Regions from separate parts of the Anas platyrhynchos genome. Here region 1 is linked to region 2. Evidence: chromatin contacts called from public Hi-C data. All regions are on one chromosome and are shown on one strand. The core of a region is the stretch at or near the end of the contact, and the rest is flanking DNA. Distances in the headings are between cores, read along the strand shown. Region 1 overlaps ZCCHC14 (zinc finger CCHC-type containing 14). Region 2 holds the start of KLHDC4 (kelch domain containing 4).

Region 1 (3,987 bases), core at 1,116-3,615, 140 kb after region 2:
TGAAAGGAGATACTAATCCTCGTGGCTCACCCGCGGAATCTGACACCATTAAATGGGTGAGGCCTTCTCTTGAAAATGTCTGACAGAGAGATATTTGCATCCTGTAATTTGGAAGACACCTTTAAAGTCTGAAGCCTTGTTTACACCTGGAGGTATTCCTCACACCAGGTCACAGCAGGATGAGTAGTATCCGTGTAGTATCCGTGGTGGTGCAGGGGACTTTCGCTGCTGAGCGAGGGAAGCCCCGTCCGTGCAGAGCTGCTCAGAGATCGGCCCGTAGCGAGGAAAGAGCCGTGTGAGGGGGCTGACAGCCGAGACTTTCCTGGAGCCCATCAGTAGGGAAGATGTTCATGGCCACCCCCAGTCCTGCTCTCTGAGCAAGGACCGAGGAGGCGAGCGATGTTAGCGGGGCCAGGGTGAGCAATGAGCATCCCCAGAGGATGGCAAAAACCCGAGCTCAGCCCAGCTGCCTGCAGCTCGTACCGCTTTTGGCTTCACGGAAACCAAAGTCTCAATTTGCTTAACGTTTGGTTAAAAAAAAAAAAAAAGCTATTTCTTATTCCTATGCAATGAAAACGAACCAGATTTGTGTGTTCTCAGCCCAGCTCACACTACACGCAGTGCCGCGCACGCCACGGGGATGCTTCTCTTGGCTCTGCCTGCTTCTCGAGGTTACCTGCAGCGGAACGAGCAGCCTTCAGACCTACAACACTAAAGTGATGAAAACTGACAATGCAATTTACTTTGCCTTAATGAGCTTGAGACAATGGTAGGAACAATCTGTCATACTGTATTGCGCTGAGGGAAACGTGCAGTTTTCACTGACAATGTTTACTATTTCCAGCTTTGAGGGTCTCTCCAGTGGCCTGGAACATGTGCTGAAAGCCAAACCTTAACATTTTTTTCACTTTTTTAAAAACAATATTTTAAAACGGAATTGTATTTAAATAATCTGTGTTTCAACACACGTGCAAGTGTTAAAATCCCTCTCAAAACAGCAAAAATCAACAGCAAAAAATGAAAATATTTTCTGTACCGGTTGCATTTTGTTTTAATGCCCAAGGCTGGGAACATAGTCTTGTCTAATACTCATCACAGAGTTGAAACCATAACAAAAGGACTGTAAAACTGAACTTCTATCCAGCAAACTGTTTCATTCCTATCTTCAGAGCTTTCTTTGGGATTGTTTCCTTTGTGTAAAGTTAAGGCTGATGTTTCTTAAAGTGGCTTACGTGTACTTTTAGGTAACGTTTTGAAATGGTGAAGTCTGATTTTTAGAGTACGTTCAAATTCAGAAGTCTTGAGTACCTTAAAGCAACGTGAGTGTGATAGAGAAATGTTAGACGAGCCAGCACCAGTTAACGAGCCTTCCCTAAACCACAGCGAGTTGTGGCTTCCGATCTGCTGGCAAACGCTGTCCGCTTTGTACCAAGAACAACCAAAGTTGGTAAGTCTGAACAGAGCACTTTAGTTCCATAAAATAATCCTTAATCTGTTTTTAAGAGGCCCAAGTCCATCTCCCCACCCCATGCCCCGAAAAGTACGGCAGCTCATTTTAGAGTAGTAGTTCCAGCTTCACTGGCTCAAAGAATCCAGTTCTTAAAACCTATTTTTATATATTGAAAGATGGAGATTTCAAAGTATGCTATTTATTCCTATCTTTGTCCTGAAAGTATAAAAAGAAGTAGTTCTCAAAATGGATTTCACTGTGGAATAGAAATGATTTTAAGAGTAAGGCGGAAGGGAATCCCGAGTCCTCTCCCCGCAGGGGCACAGAGAAGTTGGTGATGAGTCTTCCCTCCGGGGCAGCGAGGGACTTGCCGTGCATTTTCAGATGTTTTCCTTTGGGGAGTGTTGGTGATGGAAAGAATCGAAATAGAATGGTATTTCCAGCAGACTCCTTGCACTGGCAGTCTCCAAGTTAAGCATTAATAAATACGTCATGTCCAATGCTGAGCAGTGGGAGAGCGAAGGAGGAGGACTCATTTTAGCAAGCAAGGTATGGATCAGATTTTCCATAACATTTGTACTTCAAACAACACGTCACACTTTGCTTTTTGTGAAACATTTTCAACAGTCTGCATACCAGGGTCATTAAATCTTAGCAAATTACGTGGCAGATGTCCAGTAGAGGTCTAACACTTTGAGCTTCATTCTCCCAAATTCAGTTCCATGCTAATTCTCGCTGGCAAGCTTCAGGGGGAAGGTACTCAAAAAAAAAAAACAAAAAAACAACCCCATAGTGAGTGGTATTTGGCATAGCAACACTCCTTCCCGAAATGAACATGACATCACCCAGAACCCTGCCTGCGGGTGAGCTGGCTATTTTTGGTGTCATCAGAGCCAAAGAAAGTTTACTGGAGGTCATGGACTGAGCGCTGGGGATTCGCGATAGCCCTGTCGGGCGCGGTGGATGCAGGCAGATCGGGACCGAAGCCGAGGTAACGGAGCAGCGGCAAGAGTCGAGGAACTTTTGCTGGTTGAGGCCACGGGAACCCCAACCACCCCCCGCCCCCTCGATCTGTGCGATAAACCCTTGGAACTACCTGTTTGCTCTCTGAAATTCTCCTGACATAAGCAAGGAACGTGTTGGTACCGATGCAGAAAGCCAATCCTGTGTGTTTTCAAGTGCAGATTAACAGCTTCTCTTGGACATAACTTTCCACTAGGAATGAAGGAAACTCCTGCTCCCATTTGAGCCATTTCTTTTACTTCGGTCAATTCTAGTATTACAAATTGTGCATGTAACTTTATAAATATTTTAAATAGTTTTGTAAATATTTAATATTCAGCTAATTTGATTTTGAATTGTAAATGTCAAGTATTCTGGTATTGGGATTTTTATGTTTTATTATACTTTGTTAAAAGTAAAATTGTACATTTTTAGAATGTTTTTATCTGAGTAAATTTAATGTATGGAAAATAAAGAGTTAAACAGAATCCCTCCTTTTTTTTTTTTTTTTTTTTCTTTTCCTTTAAACGGGCTTCATCTCTTTGGGGGCTCCTCCGGCTTGGCAGCTACCAGGGTCTTTTTTTATTCCATTAACTTCTGCTGTCTCTCCGCCCCCAGACATCTGGCTGTGAAGCACAAACCCATGACAGCGCTCGCGGAGTTGATGCAGAGAAGCCAAGATCCTCGGAAGCGTTTGCGTTTGGCCAGATGAGGGAGATGGGGAAGAGCAGAAACAAACGCTGGGGGAATGGAAACGCCCCCGTGCAGCCTCTCCCCCTTCCCCAACCGCTTTACGGGGTCGTTCCACCTGCAGTGCCTCCTTCCAGAGGGTGCAAACTCCCTGGGTTGTTACAGGTTTCTGTGTTAAAAGGCTTCAGGATGAGTGTGAGCATTGTCAGCAGGACCCAGGGTAAGTCCTGTGCATCCCTAAACGGGCAGAATTACACCTCTGCCCTTCCCAGCAGGCAGATTTTGGAGAAAGCTGACTACAAATAACCACGCAAGGCATGATGAAGTTGGGATGTAATCCATCCATATCAGCACTGTATTAATTTTAAAAAAGCAACATTTGTACAGGAATATCAGTCAATCACGTTGTAATTACAAGTATGGTTGTCAGTTATGAGTTAAACAATTTCTTACACAAACAGAACTAAACATAGAACAAGCTGCATTTAAAAGTTTACGCCGGAATAAAAACACAAAGAACATTAAAAAATTTGAAGTAAGCATCGTGACCAAGATTCATGCAAAGAGGTGTAGGTAGGTACAAATTGTACACCTTATTGAGCTAGAGTGCCAAGACGCAGTAGTATTGCTTCTTTTTCCCCCCTTATAGTAAGTTAGCTTCCAGTAACAGATGTAGTTAGTTCACAGACACAGAATATACACGAGTAATCGCATCCTGCTACACTTCACTTGACAACAACCTAGAGGAAAAACACAGGTCCTACCAGATACCTTTCCTCTGCACAGGCTGCCTCCCCGCTCAGGGCAAGGAGCGACACCAAGCTTTGCCAAACCCCATGCAAGCG
Region 2 (4,199 bases), core at 549-3,048:
CTCCAGCTGGGTGAGGATGTTTGTGTGAACGTGTAGGCGTACATCCGTGCATGCCGTGTGGGAATGTGGTTTGCTCAGGGTGATGGGAAACTTGGGGAAAGAACTCACCTAAGTCACTTCTGGAGACTTAGCTTCAAGTCTTGGGGCATCTGTACTCTCACCTCACTGTCTTTAATCTCCTCTACACAGCCAAGTGTCCTTTAGATCCTTTCGAGGAAGACACATCTCTTAACATTTACACCATGGTGGATCTGGGAAATATTTATCCCTGAGAGGTTCACGCCGTGGTTCATGCTTATATTGTGCTTTACATTTTCACAGCGCAGTACAAAGTTTTGTTTGTCCTTTCATCCTCTTCGTTTCCACACAAACCATGAGAAACCAGACAGTATAGTTCAAGAGATCAGAGAGCTCACACCACGAATGTTCTGCCCCATGTAGTTCTCCGTGTGGTGACTAGCTCCAAATGACCCTGAGCATCTGACAATCACAAATACGGAAAATAAAGTTTTGAGAGTGGAATATGAGCTCACAGAGCTGAGGATCTGCATGCTCGCTTATAGAGCACGTTTGGTGAAGAGGTAGCCTTTTCCGTTTCAAAGTCTCCCAAAAAAAAAAAGAGTTCAAAGATTTGGCCCCAAGGGGAGCCAGTGACCAAATTCCTGGAGACATCAAGAGGGGACATGTTTTCACACACTGGTTTCTTTTTGAGGTTAAAGACCAAGAAACAGCAGGGGGACTTCCTAGACTGTGCATAGAGCCAGGGAACTCAGCAGAGCGCTTCTAACTTGTTGGCTGAGAAACTGCCCCGTTCTCTTGACCTGGTCTCTCCGTGGCTTTTTGTTCACTTCCTGGGTATAAACATTTGACAGGCTGAAGCTTTAATTGTAACCACAATGTTTTCAGAATGACCAGAGAAACAAAATCCTGGTGAAGATGTACATTGTCCGCAACCTCAAAACATTTTCCCAGCTCTTCCCTTCGCCCTTCATGCTTCGGGTTGTTTCCAAGATGTGAGGTTCAAGTGTAGGCAGATGTTGAAAGCACGGGAATTTTACTGCAATTTCCAGGACACATACTTTATGTTTCGGTTAACCTGTGAGCATTGAGCGGTACTTTCAGTGGATATCCATGATGGTTTTGGGTTAGGCAGTGGGTTGAACAGTAATGAAAACCACCCTGCCTCTAGGCAATTCAGGCTTTTGTGGGAATTCAGTGAAAAATGTAATTGTACTCCTCTGCAAGTGAGAAACAATAACAAAAGTAACTGTAAAGCACAGATGAAGGAAACTTCCAGCTCAAAGATGTATTTGAACTCAAATCATGTTTACAGTGTATGCACTGGTTACGTGTTCAAAGTCGGTGTTTTCCCAGAAATTCTACACGGGCACAGCAACTACATGAAATACCACATAAAAATATGAATTGTTCTTCTTCTCCATCATCGAGGGATCACTAACCAGCAGCTGCCCAGCATCGTTTTGCAGCACCCGCTGTTTCTTTCGGCTCACCAACATGACAAACTCTCTTTCCACAACTGCTGCTGAGAACGAAAACACTCGTGCAGCCCCCAAACCCCTAACACTTCCATCCCACATTTTACTTTTATTTTTATCCAGTGCATCCCCCCCAAGGCTGAGCCCTGGGGCCACCCACAGCCCCTCTGCTTCCATTTTGTGTGAGGGAGGGGGCCATTTTGTGGGTTCAACTGCCTCTCCTCAGGGGAGGAACACAAAAAAATAACACAAAAGGGGCTCGGACTCGTGCGGGTGGTTTATAGGTAGTGTGAGGAGCTGGGTTAAAACCTCTGCCCAGCACAGCGGGGCTCACAGAACCGGGACAAGGCACCACAAGCTCGCCGCCCTCCCTCAGCCCCAACCCGGAGCTGCTTGAGGAAAAGCAGCGGGGCCACCAGGAGCCGAGGCGAGCCCAGCTCAGCCAGCCGGGCCTGCAGAGGGCCCCCGCGGCTCGGGCAGGAGGCGGGCCGAGGCCTGGAAGCAGCGGGCCGAGGCCGGCGGCGCTGCCCGCCCCGCGGTGCACCCAGGGCGGCGAGGGCGGCGAGGCGAGCTCGGTGCTCCCCGCGCGGCCTAGCGCCATGGGGAAGAAGGGGAAGCGGGAGAAGAAGGGGAAAGGGGCTGAGAAGACGGCGGCCAAGATGGAGAGGAAGGTGTCCCGCAGAGCCAGGAAGGAGGAGGTGAGGGGCGCTGAGGGGCTCGGGGGGTTTTGAGGGCGCTGCTGCCTTGGAAGGAAGGGCTAAAGCGGAGGGGTATGTGGCTGAGGGCACCCCCGGGGAAAGGAGGGTGCGAGAACGAGAAATGATGACTTAAATTGCCTTCCATCTCCCCCAGCCTTTTTTCTCGGGGCCTTAAAAGCGAAGGAAAATGTTTCAGTGCTCCCTGCGTGAGTGCAGCCTTGTGCACAGCTGCAGGCAGGGAAGGCGCCGGCGCTGTGCCTGTGCTGGCTGCAGGGAGAGCTGCTGCCAGGCTGCAGGGGGGGAAAGAAATCCCCAGAATTTGGAAGTTTGCTGGGATGCAGCTGCTGCCAGGGAGGGGTTGGCTGATGGACGCGGTGAGCACGGGGCTGTCGGAGAGACTTTGGGTCAGAAACTCCCCCTAGCTGCCGGCCTGCTTGTGCCCTCAGTGCTCGGTGTGTCTGCACTTTGGAGGCAGATTTAAATCTAATTTTTATTTCCTGGAAGGAAATAAAAATAAAAATACGTGTAGGTTTCACTCTAGCTAAAGTATAAACTGGCAGTAGACAAGAGTTTCCCATGCCATTTGGGCAGTTTTCCATTGCAGACAAAGAAGATGACAAGTTGGGTTGTAGCATATATTTGATCATAATTTTGTCAGGGGTTAAATGATAGCCATTTCCTTGCCCATTTGTGTGGTGTTTTTCGTGCAGGAGCAGCAGGTGCATGCAAAATGCACTTTGTGTATCATCCTGTTAGGCCTCTTCTGAACAACTTGTCAGTGTTTTAGGAGACACTAATCTTTAAAGCATATATAGAAGTACTCAGTATCCATTTCTTGTGGTTGAAAAAGAGGAATTTATGCAGACTTTTTTTTTCTTCTTCTTTTTTTTTTTTTTAATTTTAATGGGGAAATTCTGGGAGCGAACACTAGTTTTGTATGGTGTGCAAGCCGTTCTGTGCATATCAAGGAACTTATGTCTGTGTTTTTATTTTCAGGAGGATCTTGAAGCCCTGATAGCAGAATTCCAGAATTTAGATGCTAAAAAGACACAAGTAATTGAGACAGCCTGCCCACCGCCCTCACCCAGGTAAGAGATTGTGTGAGACTTTGACCATCAGTTATACAGCTATTGATGAAATTTATTTATGTAAAGTTACTTGCTGAGAGCATGATGTCTGGCTTGGCTGATATCTGGAGTTAAAAAATACATGGTATATTGAATCCCCAAATTAAGAATGGGACCAAACTCATTTTTCTAGTCTTAAACCCCCCTTTTTAATCATCCCACCAGTACAGCTAAGGAGGCAAAGCACTAGTAAGTTCAAGGGCTTTGCAAAATAAGAGTTAAGAGGAACCTTTGGATTTGGACTAGGAAGCTGAAAGGATTCACAAGGACATGCTGTGAGGGACAAGACACTTGATCTGTAGGCCTGGGGTCTGTGTGGTGCTAGGTTCTGTATGTCTGTTTGATGTGGCTTGTTAAAAACCCCTCTGTATAATATCTTTTTCCTTCCCATATGGAGGGACAAGTCAGTCTCCACACAGTGAATAGTACTTTGGTGGGATGAGTGGTGAACAGTGGTGACTGCAGAAGAGTGATGCAGATAAGTTGATGTGAGACAGCTCAGTTCTACTTAGTTATGTACCCTCATAAAACTAATTTTTGTTCTCGACACGCCAACATTAAAATTCAAGAGCTCACGTCAGAAGGCATGTTAAATGACAGTGTAACGTGTGCTCCTAAAATAGGAGAAGGTTTCAGACAGTGTCAAATTAATCTTGCTGAAAGTTTTTAAGAAGTTAATTTCTTTGGGGAGTTTTTCACCCTGGGGTGAATATCACAGCCTACTAATTTGGCAGCTGATGGAGAGACTTTCGTGTCTAGAGGGCTGAGGTGCTAATGCTAGCTGAGTTAAAGGCTGCAAGCTTCTGAGTTTTACAAGTCTTAACATCTACTCTTTTGGTCATCCTTCTTTTGTTTGCAGGCTGAATGGCTCCCTGTCT

What was found. A called contact is a pair of places that touch in the nucleus more often than the background predicts.
Region 1: a contact with region 2 is called in a Hi-C map of subcutaneous adipose tissue, with 2.4 times the contacts expected there. The contact joins the enhancer-like site here to the promoter of KLHDC4 in region 2. A contact is called at or near these places in 3 of 8 Hi-C or Micro-C datasets (liver, skeletal muscle and subcutaneous adipose tissue).

The regions. Positions count from the first base shown.
Region 1 is chr12:2,516,471-2,520,457 of IASCAAS_PekinDuck_T2T, forward strand. ZCCHC14 (zinc finger CCHC-type containing 14) reads left to right here. Exons shown (of 13, transcript XM_027466672.3): 13 at 1-2,940. MAP1LC3B (microtubule associated protein 1 light chain 3 beta) reads right to left here. Exons shown (of 4, transcript XM_027466673.3): 4 at 3,464-3,987. Among named protein-coding and RNA genes, the nearest start is that of MAP1LC3B, 9.9 kb to the right of the region's middle. Within about 2 kb of position 2,366, at least 3 of the 8 cell types and tissues checked have an H3K27ac peak or open chromatin away from gene starts, as enhancers often do. A contact at or near this core is called in subcutaneous adipose tissue, where this site is marked.
Region 2 is chr12:2,372,997-2,377,195 of IASCAAS_PekinDuck_T2T, forward strand. KLHDC4 (kelch domain containing 4) reads left to right here and starts at 1,799. Exons shown (of 12, transcript XM_013097946.5): 1 at 1,799-2,194; 2 at 3,191-3,282; 3 at 4,181-4,199. The coding sequence starts at 2,096.